Regions from separate parts of the Mus musculus genome. Here region 1 is linked to region 2. The links are chromatin contacts, called in public Hi-C maps. All regions are on one chromosome and are shown on one strand. The core of a region is the stretch at or near the end of the contact, and the rest is flanking DNA. Distances in the headings are between cores, read along the strand shown.

The links. Hi-C and Micro-C count contacts between places; a contact is called where the count stands out from the background.
Region 1: a Hi-C map of liver shows a contact between it and region 2, with 1.8 times the contacts expected there. The contact joins the enhancer-like site here to the promoter of Dlec1 in region 2. A contact is called at or near these places in 8 of 39 promoter capture datasets (the 3T3-L1 cell line, 3T3-L1-derived adipocytes, the HPC-7 cell line and 3 more), 19 of 484 Hi-C or Micro-C datasets (the HL-1 cell line, the MC38 cell line, adipose-derived mesenchymal stem cells and 13 more) and 4 of 115 datasets of contacts at active chromatin or transcription factors (bone marrow-derived macrophages and embryonic stem cells).

What each region holds. Positions count from the first base shown.
Region 1 is chr9:119,274,686-119,279,078 of GRCm38.p6, forward strand. All of the region lies in intron 4 of Oxsr1 (oxidative-stress responsive 1), which reads right to left. Among named protein-coding and RNA genes, the nearest start is that of Oxsr1, 46 kb to the right of the region's middle. Within about 2 kb of position 1,851, at least 18 of the 459 cell types and tissues checked have an H3K27ac peak or open chromatin away from gene starts, as enhancers often do. A contact at or near this core is called in liver, where this site is marked.
Region 2 is chr9:119,099,328-119,103,796 of GRCm38.p6, forward strand. It overlaps Dlec1 (deleted in lung and esophageal cancer 1), which reads left to right and starts at 3,182. Exons shown (of 37, transcript NM_177117.5): 1 at 3,182-3,598. The coding sequence starts at 3,188.

The DNA.
Region 1 (4,393 bases), core at 601-3,100, 170 kb after region 2:
ATTAGTTGGGCTGGAGAGATGGCTCAGCGGTTAAGAGCACTGACTGCTCTTCCAAAGGTCCTGAGTTCAAATCCCAGCAACCACATGGTGGCTCACAACCATCTGTAATCTGATCTGATGTCCTCTTCTGGTGTGTCTGAAGACAGCTACATTGTACTTACGTATAATAAATAAATAAATCTTTAAAAAAAAAAAAAATTCATTAGTTTGGGCTGGAGAGGTGGCTCAGAGGTTAAGAGCACTGACTGCTCTTCCAGAGGTCCTGAGTTCAATTCCCAGCAACCACATGGTGGCTCTGTAATAAGATCTGCTGCCCTCTTCTGGTGTATCTGAAGACAGCTACAATGTACTCACATAAATGAAATAAATCTTTAAAAAAAAATTAATATGACTCTTTAAGCCGGGCATGGTGGCGCATGCCTTTGATCCCAGCACTCGGGAGGCAGAGGCAGGCGGATTTCTGAGTTCAAGGCCAACCTGGTCTACAAAATGAGTTCCAGGACAGCCAGGGCTACACAGAGAAACCCTGTCTCGAAAAAACAAACAAACAAACAAACAAAAAATTCATTAGTTTATTCTAGGAAATTTGCCACTAACCTTGGATGATTTTTATATTTTGATGTACCAAATGATCATAGTGATATTTGGTCTACCTGGCTGTTTTAATGAAAACACCCCTTTTGAAATTGTAATATTTGGATGATTTTGTATTTGTACTTTGCTGTACCAAATGATTATTACAATGTCCCTTCTATTACACTGTTTCACTGAACACAGCTTTTCAGAGATTAACACCTGTTTCTCTATGCATAAAACCCTTGCAAAATACACCCAGATTCAAAATGCCTCTGTGTTTGTTTCTGTTTATCACAGCCAAATCCTTACCCACCTTTGCTCTACAAAATATATCCTGGTTTTTTTTTTTTTTTTTTCTTTTGCTCTTTTGTTCCTCATCCCACCCCCCACACCACCCCCATCATTAGTTATTCCTTTTTTTTTTTAATAGGATATTTTATTTACATTTCAAATGTTTTCCCCTTTCCAGGTCTCCTCTTCAGAAACCCCCAATCTCGTCCCCCTCCCCCTGCCTCTATGAGGGCTCTCCCCCACCCACCCACCCACTCACTCACTCACTCACTCCTGCCTTTCAGCCCTGGCATTCTCCTACACTGGGGCATCGAATACCCTCAGGCCCAAGGTCCACTTCTCCCACTGATGTCCAACAAGCCCTCTTTGGTTGGTGGTCCAGTCTCTCAGAGCTCCGGGAAGTCTGGGCAGTTGACACTGTTGCCCCACCCCCACGGGGCTACAAACCCCCATAAGCAACTACTTCCCGGCAACAACAGCGTCTTGGTTTGGCAACTATATATGGGATGGATTCTCAGGTGGAGAAGTGTGGGGCAGCAAACTGTGCACAGACAGCCTGGTCCCGGTCGGTCTGGCACAGCCAGGATGGCACAGCCTACTATAAAAGGAGCTGCTTGCCCCCCTCTTCTTTTACCTCTTATTCTCTCGCTCTTACTCTTGCTCCCTCTCCTTCTGCCTTCGCTTCTCCCCTCCCTTCCTCCCTCCTCTCCATGTGGCCATAGCTGGCTTCTACTTTCCTACTCTCTCCCTCTCTCTGCCTTTCTACAAAAAAAAAAGCCTTGAACCATGGACTACCCCTTTTCATCGGGACCCACCATGCTGGAGCAATGGAGCAGGTCTTCCCCTAATGAGCCATGCAGGGAGACCTCCCTGCGCTCTAGCCATGGCTGCCAGCCAACCCAAGCCTCTCAGAGTTCCCAGCCACAGCTTCTGCCAACCCAAGCTGCCGACTGAGCAAGACAAGTACCGAGGTAACCAGCCAGAGCCCTCTCCATGCCCTTTTCCCTTCTGCCCCAGGCCAGAGTCCACAGGGGCATCTGCGGTGTCTAAGACTGAGAATCTGACATCTGTGGCCTCTGTGCAGCCCAAGGACCCCAGAACTGACTCTTCCACAGTACCCAGAGGCGTCTGTGGTGCCCAAGAGTGAGGCCAACCCCGGCAGGTCCACAGGGACCTCAGACTGCACCTTCCCCACCCCCGGAGCAGGGGCCTGCGGCCTCTCACAGCCCGAAACACGCCCAGCAGTTCTGTGAGAGTGTGGGCAGTCAAAACTTCCCATGTCCTGCCTCGCCCAGCAGCCCTAGCCCCAAGTGGACACAGACCCCATTTTTACCCCACGGGGAAGTCTCTGGATGGCCTTTCCTTCCGTCTCTGCTCCACACTTTGTCTGCATATTTCCTCTTGTGAGTATTTTGTGCCCCCCTTCTAAGAAGCTCTGAAGCATCCGCCCTTTTGTCTTCCTTCTTCTTGGGCTTCATTAAGGTCTGTGAATTTTATCTTGGGTATTCCGAACTTTTAGGCCAATACCCACTTATCAGTAAGTGCATACCGTGTTTTCTTTTGTGACTGAGTTACCTCACTCAGGATGATATTTTCAAGTTCCATCCATTTGCCTAAGAATTTCATGAATTCATTGTTTTTAATAGCTAGTACTCCATTGTGTAAATGTACCACATTTTCTGTATCCATTCCTCTGTTGAGGGACATCTGGGTTCTTTCCAGCTTCTGGCTATTATAAATAGGGCTGCTATGAACATAGTGGAGCATGTGTCCTTATTATATGTTGGGGAATCTTTTGGGCCCAGGAGTGGTATAGCTGGGTCTTCAGGTAGTACTATGTCCAATTTTCTGAGGAACCACCAGACTGATTTCCAGAGTGGTTGTACCAACTTGCAATCCCACCAGCAATGGAGGAGTGTTCCTCTTTCTCCACATCCTCATCAGCATCTGCTGTCACCTGAGTTTTTGATCTTAGCCATTCTCACTGGTGTGAGGTGGAATCTCAGGGTTGTTTTGATTTGCATTTACCTCATGACTAAAGATGTTGAACATTTCTTTAGGTGCTTCTCAGTTATTTGGTATTTCTCAGATGAGAATTCTTTGTTTAGCTTTGTATCCCATTTTTATAGGATTATTTGGTTCTTTGTAGTCTAGCTTCTTGAGTTCTTTGTATATAATGGATATTAGTTCTCTATCGGATGTAAGGGTGTATGTTGGTAAAGATCCTTTCCCAATCTGCTGGCTGCCACTTTGTCCTATTGACAATATCCTTTGCCTTACAGAAGCTTTGCAATTTTATGAGGTCCCGTTTGTCCATTCTTGGTCTTAGAGCATAAGCCACTGCTGTTCTGTTCAGGAACTTTTCGCTGTGCCCATGTGTTTGAGGCTTTTCCGCACTTTCTCTTCTATTACATTCAGTGCAACTACTTTTCTTGATTAATTTGCCAGATAGTCTGTGTTTCCCTTTCAAACTAAACATGTCATCTGTAGAAGCAGCTTCAGGGGTAAAAGCAAAGCAATGGCAGGGCTCACTGAGCACTCTGAGAGACCAGGCAGGCCGCACATGCAACAAGACAAGGGATCTTTCAAGATGTCAAGTACAGTTGTCAGCTGAAGATCTTGTTTTGTTGTTTTGCCCCCTACCCCATACACACATACCCGAGACAGGCTCTTTCTGTGCAGCCCTGGCTGTCCTGGAACTCTCTGTAGATCAGGCTGGCCTTGAAGTCAGAGATTCCCCTGCCTCTGCCTCCTGAGTGCTCGTACTAATGGCATGGGCCACTATCACCAGACTAAAGAATTTGTTTTCCTCTGTCCCAAACAACTGCAAGCAATACTGCAGGTCGAGGGCTGGCCCGGCTTAGTACCTCACAACCACACTCATCTGCTCTCGCCGCTTACTGGGGTTTCTCACATGCCAGTTGCAGGTTCCACCAAAAAAATGACTGCAATAGACATAGTAGGCTTTCTCCAATTTATAGAAAACTTGAAAAGAGATTAAGTGAAGCAATGATTCACAACCAACATCTAGAAATATACTAGATTAGCAACTTAAAGATGTCCAACACGTTTGTTAAAGCTAACCTCTTTGCTAGGAAAGACACTAGCGCACACTGAGAGGAAAGACTAGAAGACGTTCATCCTAGTCAGAATCTCTGAAGTCAGTGCTAGTCAGCTAAGAACATTCCAGAAGCAGGCTCGCCCACCCTTAACGACTCAGTGCCTACGGCCAGCCCGGTCATTACCAATGACCAATGCCACATTTCCACTGTAGCCTGACGTATTTTCCCTATGTGTGTGCTCCATACCCCTATATACCTGCCATCACATGTGGGTTTTGTAGCATACCTTTGGCCCTTTCACCAAGATACTCTTCACCACAGAACCCTTTAGTCAGCCTGAACACCAGGATCGAACAACTTTCACATTAGCCATCAAGAGGCAGAGGCAGGCAATGTCTGTGAGTTCAAGACTACCAGCTCTATCTAACAAGTTCCAGGCCAGCCACAGCTACATACTGAGACCC
Region 2 (4,469 bases), core at 1,932-4,431:
TAAATATTATACAACTATACAAAGTATGTACAAACACAAGCAAAGATCCTCTACTGTGATACAATCTTTCTGGGAGCCAAATGCTAACATTTACATACTGTTGGCTGTGGAATTCTAGCATATTACTCCCCCCACACACATATAAATATTAAAAAACTATACAAAGTATGTACAAACACAAGCAAAGATCTTCATGACTGCAGCATTTACAGTAGAACAAAAACCAAAACACACCAAACAAACAAATAAACAAACACAGCCCCTGTAATTTGAGATAGAGTAATTGAAGAAAAGGCCATAACAAATAGTATGGTATTGTGTTTTTTAAGTAACAAAAACATATTTTATAGATATCGATGTTTGTATAAGCAGAAAAAAGTAGTATCAATCTGGTAATCTAATTATCTGGGGGGAAAAAGAACTGAGAACACTTTTATTAAATAGCAGTTTATTGTCAGTCCTGGGGATTGAACCTGGGGCACCTCGACTGTCAGGCAAGCGCTCCCCCACTGCCTCACACCTCCGACAATCCCTTCAGTTGTCATTTGAGACCAGATCTTGCTGAGCTGCCCAGGCTGTCCTTGAACTCTCTCTGTAGCCTGATCAGACATTGAATTGCAATCCTCCTGCCTCCGGTTCCTAAGGAGCTGGGATGATGAGCCTATGGCACATTGTTTGTTTCCTTTGTGCACTGTTTCAGATTTTGTTTTTGTGACTCATGATTACTTCACGTATGAAAGTAAAAAAAAAAAAAAAAAAAAAAAGAAAGAAAGAAGTGTGTGTGAAAGCAAGAGACAGATAAATAAACACAATCACAGGCTGCAGAAGAGACTATGCCATGAACAAAGAGGCTCATCAGGACTTCCCTTTATGCTCACAGAGTCTCCTGGGTAGGTGCCTGGACAGACGGACAGATGGACAGATGGATGGATGGACAGTTGGACAGAGAAGGGGTGAAGAGAGGACAGTGGAAAGCAAGAGAAGTAGGGGTGACAGGCAGGGAGGGAGTTGTAGAGCCACCTACAGGAGGACAGCTGGAGTGGCCTTTGCCACCAGAAGGGCTGACGTTGTGAGAGACTTTGGCTTAGACGGGTCAGCTGAGCGGACAGTAAGATGGGACATGCAGAGAAGAGGGGTGGGGAACATCTCTGTGACAGGCTCAGCCTCCCTGGGACTTTCTGTGAGGTCACCTGGGTAGAGTGGAAAAGCACAGAAGAGCAACAAGAGTCAATTCTCCCGATGCCCTGCCGGGCATCTTCCACAGTGGAGTCAGCTGCTAGTGACAGGATCCCTCGGTCTGGGGAGACGGTCCCTTACACCAGGGCCACGCCCACTCGGCTGCCAGGGCCACGCCCACTCGGCTGCTACTCTGCTACTCTCCCCACAGAAAGCCCCTCCCTGGGAACACTGGGAACCGGGGGTGTGTGTGTGTCGAAAACCAGACAGATGGCCTTTCTGCCCATGTTCGTTCCTCTCTCAAGCTCCCCTTGCTGCACATTCCAGTTAGCACTAGGAGCAGGCAGTTAGAGAGGAGGCCTGCCATGGTCCTGGAAACTCAGGATATTTGGGGAATGCTCCCAGAGTCTCAGGTACCTAGAGCCGGCCGTGGGCTTTTCACCTGGGTGGGTGAACTCCTTCCTTGCAGGAAAGAATGTAGCAGAGAGGCAGCCAGAGCCTGCTCCTTCCGGGTGCACACCTTAACAAGGCTCTCTGCTTCTCCTACTCTCTGGACAGTAAGGTTCCCTCAAAGAACAGATGAGGGGGCCAGCCAAGAGCCGCGGAAATGGCTCAGGTCTGTGGGTGAACATCCTGGGACTCGACTCAGGAAGTGGGTTCAGGGCTGTAAGGCGAGCAAACTCACACCTAAGTAGAAAGTGACTATTTTGGCATCTGTGTTACCTAGGCAAGGGTATCTGGAGGTACAGAGCTGACAGCATGGTGCACATACATACATATAGGCAAAACACCCATACACATAAAAGAAAAATTAATCTTTTTATTTTTAAAAATATTTATTGTATGTATGTGAGTACACTGTCACTGTCTTCAGACACACTAGAAGATGGCATCAGATCCCATTACAGATGGTTGTGAGTCACCATGTAGTTGCTGGGAATTGAACTCAGGACCTCAGTGCTTATAACCACTGGGCCATCTCTCCAGCGCCCCCCTTTTTATTTTATTTTATTTTGCTTTTGAGAAAGGGTCTCACTAAATAATCCTGGCTGGCATGGAACTTGCTTTGTAGAGCAGGCTGGACTCACACTTAGAGATCTGCTAGCCTCTGCCCATTGAGCGCTGGGATTAAGGTGTGCGGCTCAGCCTCACACCCTCTATTGGCTGGGTTCTCTAGAGGAAAGGAACCAGAACAACAAGTGCACAGTACAGAGGAGGGCATAGAACGGCTCACCAACAGTGGCCGTCTGTACTTGCTGATTGCTTGGTACTTAATGCTGCCAGTGAAGGGCTGGAGGATTCCTGGAGAGTCACAGCCCAGGTCTCAAAAGTGACCTCCAACCCAGCCTGAGAGCTTCAGAGTGAGACGCTGTGTCAAAGTAAAAGCAAAAACAAGGGATTGTTTAAAACAAAACCAACCAAACAACAATATATGTGAAGAACAGTCTGAGCAAATTAAAATAGGGATGGCGGCACTTGGGTAGTAAGAAACACGGCTTTGTATGCAGTCAGACCAGCACAACAGTGAATCTTTTTTTCCATCAAACTTCATAATAAGCCCGTCTCTGAAAAGGGTGATGCTGGGGCTGAAGAAATGGCTCAGCCATTAAGAACCAGGGGACCAGCGGGTTAGTTCCCAGAACCCATGTCAGGTGGCTTACAATTGCCTAGCAGCTCCCAGAGATCCGACCCCCTCTTCTGGCCTCCACGGGCAACGGCACATATATACACACAGAGAGACACACAAAATAAAAATAAAGTTTTACAAAGAAAATATAGAAGAGACGCTAGTTCTCACAGTGACGTTCGCCTATGTCCAGCCCTCGGGAGGCTAAGGAGGAGGCGGGGGTGGAATGGTGAGTCTGAGCTAAGCTAGATTACCTAGCTGGACGTTAGGAATGCAAACTTTTAGATGACGACAGTGGTGACGCTCTTCTAAAGGAAAAGCTAGACGGAAGAGGCGGAGCCGGAAGAAGAAGTGGGACCCGGAGTCTGCAGCGTCTCTGTTGCCATGGATTCCGAGAGCAAGGAAGAGCAGCAATGCACAGCTTCCTCGGCCGTTATGTCGTCCTTGGAGACCCAGTTTTTGTCTGTCCCACACCAGCTCGAGTCCGCCAGTCTCAGCTGGTCCATCAGGAAGTCCTTGCATTCCTCGACCGTCTTAATGGATGATTGCCATTTCGGCTTCCCTACGCGGTCCCTCCGCGCCGGGTTCCACGCGCTCCCTCCACTCCCGGAGCCGCAGACGCTGCGTCTACGCCCCGCCTCGTTGCGCACGCAGGAAATCTCACATCTGCTTGCCCGAGTCTTCCGAAACTTGTACACCGCCCAGGTGATCGGAGATGACTTGAGCGACAGTTTGATCAAGGCCCGCGGCAGTGAGGATGCGCGCCACGAAGAGTTCCTTGACCAGCTGCAGCAGGTATAGTGGGTGCATCCCGGTTTACGGTCCGGATGCAGCCGCGCCAAAGTGAAGAACCCTATCCAAACTTGATACATACGCATATAAATGACATCTCCAGCGCCTTTCTCTGCGCACAAGCACATTATATGTTGCAAATATAAACGAAACAACTGGTGCAGACAGATCCAATCATGGTTAGGCATTTTTGCCCACATTTCTGGGTCAGCAGCGTGGTTTCCTCTTTTGCACTGGGGTCAAGTGTAATGATCCTGCCTCTTTGTGACCTGCGGTCGAAGACTCCCTTCCCAACTCTCCCCTGTATCTGCCCGTCGGATCTTTCCTTATTCTTTGTCACGCCTTTCTGTCCTTTACTCTCTCTTTAAACGACATAACCTAGCATCATTCATTCCTTTCTAACACATGACTACTGTGTGCCATGCTCAATGCTAGGCAGTGAGGATTCAGTAGCCATGAATACTTCGGGAGTGGGGTACACCTCAGTGTTGAGTGCTTGCCTGGCAAGGGTAACACAAAACCCTCAACCTCCACCAAGGCAAAACAAACAAAACTGTGAAAAAGAAAATATAGGAGTTGGTAAGATGGCTCAGCAGGTAAAAATGCTTGCTGGTAAGCTATGCTTCCCACCCCCACCCCACACACAAAGTGTTAAGCCCTTCTCCTCGGTGGCAGGATATTGGCAGACCCTGTCTTGGGCAGGTAATCATGGCAGAATGAGATCAAGCTCGCAGTAAGCAAATTGTTTCCAGAAAACACCGTTCCACCTTACTCCACCTTTCCTCGGGCTTTCCCCCACCTAATGTTCCCTGAGCCTCAGAGGGAGGAATGCAGGACTCCCACTGATGCCTCAGGACTCAGTGGCACCTTATTT